Regions from separate parts of the Oryzias latipes genome. Here region 1 is linked to region 2. The links are chromatin contacts, called in public Hi-C maps. All regions are on one chromosome and are shown on one strand. Each heading gives the region's core, a stretch centred on a gene start, on an enhancer-like site or on the middle of the called end of the contact. The rest is flanking DNA. Distances are from core to core; before and after follow the strand shown.

What was found. Hi-C and Micro-C count contacts between places; a contact is called where the count stands out from the background.
Region 1: a Hi-C map of fibroblasts shows a contact between it and region 2, with 2.1 times the contacts expected there. The contact joins two enhancer-like sites. A contact is called at or near these places in 3 of 5 Hi-C or Micro-C datasets (embryo and fibroblasts).

Annotation. Positions count from the first base shown.
Region 1 is chr18:4,790,095-4,793,748 of ASM223467v1, forward strand. LOC101174778 (zinc finger protein 638) reads right to left here. Exons shown (of 20, transcript XM_011487289.3): 11 at 3,329-3,654; 12 at 3,077-3,228; 13 at 2,886-2,927; 14 at 1-2,775. Among protein-coding and RNA genes, the nearest start is that of LOC105356397, 10 kb to the left of the region's middle. Within about 2 kb of position 2,262, at least 2 of the 8 cell types and tissues checked have an H3K27ac peak or open chromatin away from gene starts, as enhancers often do.
Region 2 is chr18:4,696,205-4,699,845 of ASM223467v1, forward strand. stk26 (serine/threonine-protein kinase 26) reads right to left here. Exons shown (of 13, transcript XR_002292346.2): 6 at 2,232-2,389. Among protein-coding and RNA genes, the nearest start is that of stk26, 24 kb to the right of the region's middle. Within about 2 kb of position 2,192, at least 5 of the 8 cell types and tissues checked have an H3K27ac peak or open chromatin away from gene starts, as enhancers often do.

The DNA.
Region 1 (3,654 bases), core at 1,012-3,511, 94 kb after region 2:
GAGGTCCTGCAGCTCTCTCTCCATGACCCCACTATCCAAACCTTCAAAATCTGCCTCCCCAGCTTCATCGCCCCCAACCTCATCCAGAGTCACCAGCTCCTGAGTGTCTAGATCCACCTTCTCCTCCTCCTTACTCCTATGGCTCCTTCCTCTGCTACAGCTTAGACTCCTCTGTTCCTGGTTTTCTCCGTTGTGTGCCCTCCTTTCCTCCCGTGCCCTCTCTCGCTCCTTCGCTGCAGCCAGTCTTTTATTCAGCTCCTCTTCCTCGGCTGTATCGTCGGGGTAATCTTCCTCCTCCTCGCTGACTTCGTCCAGGTTTTTAAGAGCATTTTTTGAGGTGGTTGTGTCATTGTCGGTCATTGCATCTGCTGATGCTGCATCGCCGCTCTGTGAACTTGGAGGCTCTCCGTCCGTCTGAGCGCCCGTCTTCTGAGTCATATCCTCACTGAGTTCTGTGGAAGGAACGTCAACACCTTTGATGGTCTCAGCTGACTGGAGCTGGCACTGGTATTCGGAACAAACGGCTGTGCTGTCTGCGGTTTGAATCAGGCTCCTCTTCTTTGCATCTTCCTCAACCTCCATATTGGACACTTCAGTGGGGGTTACCTCCTCTAGAAGTCCCTCATCTTCCACAGAATCTAAAATCTGATACAAAGGCTCCTCTTCCTCATTTAAAAGCAAACCTTTAGTTGTCTCAGGTTTCGTCTTCTTATCATTAGAACTTGGTGTTCCTGTACTTAAAGTTTGGTTCATGAAAGCCGGACCGTCAACCGCTTCCTCCTCAACAGAGTCAATAATCTGGAATTCATCTTCATCCTCTTCTACCTCTTTAACGGGTGACTCGACTTTCTTTGGAGCTGCTACTTGTTTCTTAGCTTTCTTGGTGTTTTTCTTTGGTCTACCTCTTCTTGGTTTTTCTTGAACTGGCGGTTGATCTTTTTGGACAACCTCCTCTTCTGGAGCCCCCAAAGTGCTGGAAGCTGTATCGTCCTCGCTTGTGTCCTTCATCACATCACCCCTCTTTTGTGTGGGAGTCCTTTCTTTTAGAGGAGCTTCATCTTCGGTCTTAGGAGTTTTTTCTTTTAGCCCCCGTGACTCTCTAGCTGGAGTACTCCTCCTCGAGGAAATATCTTCCTTTGCTTGATCCTGGTTCAATGATTTTCGTCCTCTGGTAGATCTTGTAGAGACGCTTTGTTCGTCCGTGCCTGCCTTCTTCTCAGGATCCTCTTCCTCTTTAGAACTTTTGGGGGATCCTTTCACACTTGACGTTTTCTCCTCAGTAGCTCCAGTATTACTTTTCTGATCCAGCATTTCTAAGGTTGGAACTTCCAGAACGGATTCGTCTTCAACAGAGTCCAATACCTCAAAGATCATGTACTCCGGGTCCTCCTCAATGTCCTCCTCCGTCTTTTCGTCTCTCCTTATGGATTTCTTCTTGATTTGTGTTTCAGATTTTGTAGCTTTCCTGTCCCGTTTCTTCTGCGACTCTTCTTTCTCATCTGATGATGTTTTGCTCTTTTGATCGCTCTTCCTTGTTGTGTTGTCTTCTTGACCGCCGGTACCAACCTTCTTCCTTGGTGCTTCATTAATGTCTGTCTCTGACTCTGTAGTTGTTGGCAGATCCTCGATCGCATCGAGGACATGGTACACTTCATCCTCCTCTTCTGTGGCTTCCTCCTTTGCGTTAGCTTGTTGGTGACTAAGAGTTTGGACTTCTTTGACAGGATCCAGAGGCTGCTCTTTGTCATCAGAAGTTTGCTCTGAATCTGCAGACGTTTTGGAGGACTCGTCTGTTTTGGTTTCAGCCTCCGTCAGTTTGACATTCCCTACACTCTCTATGGTAGTTGGAGTTTGGTTGCCTTCCTTGCTTAGAGCCATTTCATTTCCCGCTGTTGGTTTATCAGATTCACCAAAAACTTGAGCTCCTTTTCCTTCAGGAAGCAACGTTTGTTCTGATGATTGGTTTTCAGTCTCAGTCTTGTTTTCCATCTGAATCATTTCTAAAACTTGTAGGTCTTCAGGCATTGGAGCTTCTTTGTTGCTTGGATGGCCCACATCTTTTTGGACTTCAGGGTTCTGGTCATTCCCATAATTCCTCATTTCCTTCATGTGTTCAGCATCATCCGTCTTTGTTTTTGTGTCTTTCTTCTTTTCATCTTTGCTCGTTTCATCCTTGAAATCAGTCCTCGGACTCTGCATCTGGTGTTTAGACTCCACCTTTGAAGGTGGTTCTATTTTTGTCTCCGACTCAACAGCATTTCCAGCAGAGCTCTCTGCTGACACGCTGTGGTCAGACTCCGTCACTGCACTCTTTCCAGCTGTCGTTTCAGCTTTTGGCTTCTGGGACGTTTCTTCAGATTTTCTGGCAGCTGTTGATGAACGTGTAGTCCGACCTGCAGGAGAGGATGACTGTTTGGACGTCTTACTTGGTGGAGAATCGGACTGTGAGGAAGAGGTGGACGATGTTTTACTGGCTTTAGCAGAGATAGAAGGTTTGGAGGACTCGGATGAGTCGTTCTGATTTTTAGTTAAAGCAGACTTTGAGCTACTTGTTGTTGACTTGGATGAGGAAGTTGATGACGAACTCTTGGAGGAAGCTTTTTTGGCTGCCGATGACTCATCTTTGCTCTTCTTTTCAGTTTTATCCGTCGAGGTTTGGTGAGCATTGCTGTTGTCCACATCTCCTACGATTTCATCAAGGGTGACAAAGTCTTCGATGTTGAAATTCTGCTCATCAAAAAAGGAAGAGGAAAGCCCCTCCCCTTCACCATCAACCTGGAAAACAAGAGAAAAAGGTCAAATAAAACTTCACTTTGATGAGATTGTTGTACTTTAAGAGAATAAAAATGAACCATGGTTTCTAACGAAAAAAAGTTTGTCTTTACCGTTTCCTGCTTTTTATCTTTCTTATTTTCAGAGCTTTTATTCTGAAAGTTAAGAGAAAACCACAAAAACTTTAATGCTTGACAAATACGATAAATTACACTTGTTTCCAAAAAGAGATTTGATGGTTTCCGTCAGAAAAAATATTGTGTTTTTTTCTTTTTGCATGACAGCAGAATCAGGCAGAAATCACCTTTTTGTGTTCGCGCAGTACTGCGGTGAAAGCCTTGTACACGTTCTCATCGATTTTAGGAATCTTGTCTTCAAACATCAGTGAACTTGTGGACGCAGCAGCAGAGGTGGTTCGTGTTTCCACAGACGTTTTGGGTGCCGCCTCTTTCTTTCCTACAAACAAAGCATGTTCAGAGGAGAAAGTTTCGTGAGTACAGACAAAGGTGTCAGTTTTCCTAAACGTATGAAATTGTATTGAACGTCTTCAACAAACCTTCAGCATCAGTCTGCTTTGGTTCCACTTTAGAACTCTCATGTGAAGCCTCAGTTTCCATTCCTTTAGGTGGATCTGATCTTTGATGGAGCTCTTTAGAACCTTTGTCTGGTGTGGGAGGCTCATCCGGTGTGGTTTTCTCTGTGGTTTGGGGGGGAGGAGTCCCAAAGCCTTTAACCTCTTTGATACCAGGAGGCACTTCGACCTCCATGGGTTCTTCTTGTTTCACTTCGTGAGGCTTCAAAGGATTATTAATGATTAGGATCTGGACAGCTTCAGACTTTATAGTCTGGGCATCACCTGAAGGACTTCCTGCAGCTTCAGTC
Region 2 (3,641 bases), core at 942-3,441:
AGCTGGCTGGGGAGAGCGGGAACCGCCAACCCTTTGGTTGTTGGGCGACCTGCTCTACCGCCTGAGCTAAACTGACGCCCTGACTTTAATATCAGCAACACAACAAACTGACGGAAAACATAGATTTCATGGAATTCGAATCTAAAAGCTTTATAAAAAAATGAACCCAGGCCTCTATTCTGGTGTCACATCATCTTAGTTGTATTTTTCTAAACTTTGTTCACCAGAATGCGACAAAAAAAAGCCAGAGGACGTTATCCCGTTCCCCGTGGACAACAATCCGCTTGTCGTCTGGATTTTCTACCAAAAACTAAAACAGGAAAGAAAGGAAGAACAGATCAGAATAAAATAAAATAATAACAAAATAACAATAATAATAATAAAACGGCAAACAAAAGAGGCTCGAAAGTCAAAGAAAAAATGAAATTATGTTTGTGATCAATGAGTCTATAAAAGATCACAAATGATTAAAACACTGAGAATGCACAGTTAAATCAGGACACTTGAACATTTAGCACACCATAGCTTCCTGTTTGAAGCTGGTTTGAAAACATTCAAGCTGCCAGTTCACCAGCTAAATGCTGGGTTGCTTGTTACACAATAAAGATGGCTCCAATTCAAGATGACAAAAATGGCTCCACTTTACAACAAAAATGGTCTTTTTATCTCGTTGACATCAATTAAAAGGAAGCTTTTAACTTACTTTATAATAAAAATGAGTGTTTACTAAAAACAAAAAAAGTATTTGCTGGTACCCCATAAAGCTGGAGCCATGTCAGTTCACCAGGTGACCACTAGGGGTTCAAAACACAAGCAAATTAGTTTGCATTCCTCAATAGAAAAGCTTCAAAAAATGTCATTATCCTCGTTCATGGCTAAATTGTTTGTCCATAACAGCCAGGTTAGTGTTTGAAATGCGGCTAAAAATACAGAGACAAAGAGCCGGCGGAGGGAATCCCAGTCAACGGGAAAAACCTGTTGCTCGCCGTCCGCCGGCGGGACGTCACCGACCGCAGGGCGGCCGTCTGCCTCATGCAAACGAACCCGGGCGCGCTCAGGGAATAACGAAACCGCCCCCAAGGCCGGAGCAACTGCAGGCTCTCCTGGTTGCCACGGCGACATGCAAACGGGGGAGGGGCAAACAAACTTTAGAGCTTCAGGACTGGGATTCTGTCGACGTTCAGCAGTGGACTGACGGGAGGAAAATGCACAGACTAGACAAGAAAATCATCTTGATTAGTTTTATTTAGAAATATTTCATAAATTGGCGTTTACGTACTATTAGCAAAAATGGACACATTTATACTATAGCAGTTATTTTATAGAAGAGAAAAAAATTGGAGTTAAAGGTTGTTTTTTTAAAGTAAAAAATCAAAAAACTTTACATAAAAAAAATAGGTCTATACCGTGTTTTCTTCAAATATTCTCTATTTTCTGAATGAGTTAAAGATGGACTAAATATTTGTACATTTGTGTTTTAATTATCAAGCAAAAAAAAATTATTCCAACATTTTCAAAAAGGTATATTTAATTTATTACCAACAGAAGGAAACTTTCTTTATAAGAGCTAAAAACAAAACCCACACATAGGCGGGGGGGAATTTCAATGAATTTCTTGGCTTGTTTTTCATCTTTTCATGTATTTTCTCAAATTATTTCACTAATAAATGTTTTTATGATCTTTTCAGCATGAGAGCTGACAAATCCCATCTAAAACACTGTGTGTTTTTTTTCATATATTATTGATTTTATGACAGCAACCTGCATGAAATCTAAATGTGAGCTGCACTTGGCCCCCCCGGGCCGGACTTTGGACATGCCTGCTCTAAAGACTCAGCCATGGTTCCACTATCAGCTCTCCAAACCGGACAAGTGTGAGCGCTCTCGCATCAAACGGGGAAGTAGCATTTGATCGTGTGTTCGCCGTGTTCTTCCTGTGTTTACGGCGGGCTCAAACTTCCCTAAATGAAGAATTGTTTGCATATTTGAAACGATTTGTGCTTTAAAAAAGAAAATGCAAATGTCTTCCTCTTTTCTGGTTCACCAATCTGTGGCACACAAATAGTTCTCAGAGAGGGAGGCCCAGTGTTTTCTGGGAAATGGAGGCTCCCTTTGTGTTAGAAACGGCCCAGATTTGCTCTTTCAGAACAAAAACAGCCCCGTGGGGGAGGGGGGGGGGGGTCAGACGGCCCCGGGGGAGGCGTTAGCCGTAAAGTAAACGGGTGCCTGACCTTTGAGTCGTAGGCAGACTGCTGGATGACTTCAGGCGCCATCCAGAACGGCGTTCCCACGAAGGTTTCCCTCTTGATCTGCGTGTCGGTCAGCTGACCTGCCACGCCGAAGTCCGCCAGCTTCACCTGACCGTGTTCGGACAGCAGGACGTTTGCAGCTGTGGACGAGACGAGACGAGGAGGATGAAAACGTTTTCACGGCAAAGAGAAAAGTCCGCAGCTCCCGTTGGATTCCAGAGGTCAGAGGTCACAGAGGCTTGTCTGGCATCTGCATTCTTATTAAGGGTTTCAGAGAGACAGAAAACCTGTGCATGTCGTCATCCAACAGAAATATTTGATCATTTTTGACCAAAAAAAAAAAATCTACAAGAAATTCAGAAATCCAAAGAGTTTCCAATAAAAAAAATGAAATAAGTTTAAGTGAAAATAATCTTTAAAGCATCATAAAACTTAACAAAGAATGTTAATAATAGATACCCTGATGTATTTGAACGCAACATTGGATTTACCGAATCAAAACAAAAACTTTTATTTTCAAAACACTGATAATTAAAGATGAAATAAAACAGTTTCCTATATTTCCAGCAGTTGTAATAACTTTCTAGACTTCCTGCTGTCCACAAAACTGCAGCAGGAAGGAAGTAGCAGGAAGTCAAAGTAAAAGCTTTGGGTTTCTTGAAGCTGTTTATGACGAGTCATGCTCTTAGAAAATCTTCATCCTCATGAGGATGATGACATTGAAATCGACATTTTCTGTGGACTTTTGAAAACAAACCTGAATATTTTGCTAATTATTAATTCCAAAACAGTGGAATCAAAAGGTTCTATTTTGTGACCAGAACTTGTTTTTAACTCCTGTTGCTTCTATGATGACTTAAAAAAAAATTAGAAATAATGTGTTTTCAACAGCTTTTAGATGAAATGCATCACTTTTTCTTGACATATTTTGAGCTTTTGAAGAGTTATGTTGTGACATCACTTCCTGTAAAGACATTTACAGCATCAGCGTCCGCGACGCTGCAGTAAGGAAATTCCTGATCGTTGGGAACCGTAAAGAAAAAGACGCCGGGATTTAAATAGAGCAGTGATGAAAGTCAGGCAAGGAAAAAATCCCTGAACTTTTCTTTGAGCGATATGGCGGGCACAGAGCGAAATTTTGGAAAAATACGTGGTCTTAGATGCATTCTGGTGCATTCTGGCAGCTAGTTATTCACTTCTTTATCAAGAAACTAAGACTAATTGGAGCATCATGATTTGTCATTCAAACCCCTAGTTTGACTCTCCATTAAGGACTTGCTGGTCCTAAAAAAGAATTTGGAAAATTGCTCAAAGTAACACAATCCTACAATCTACGCTTTTCCTTAAAGCTGCAAAACATACAATTGCTAAAATATAGTAACATCAAAGCCC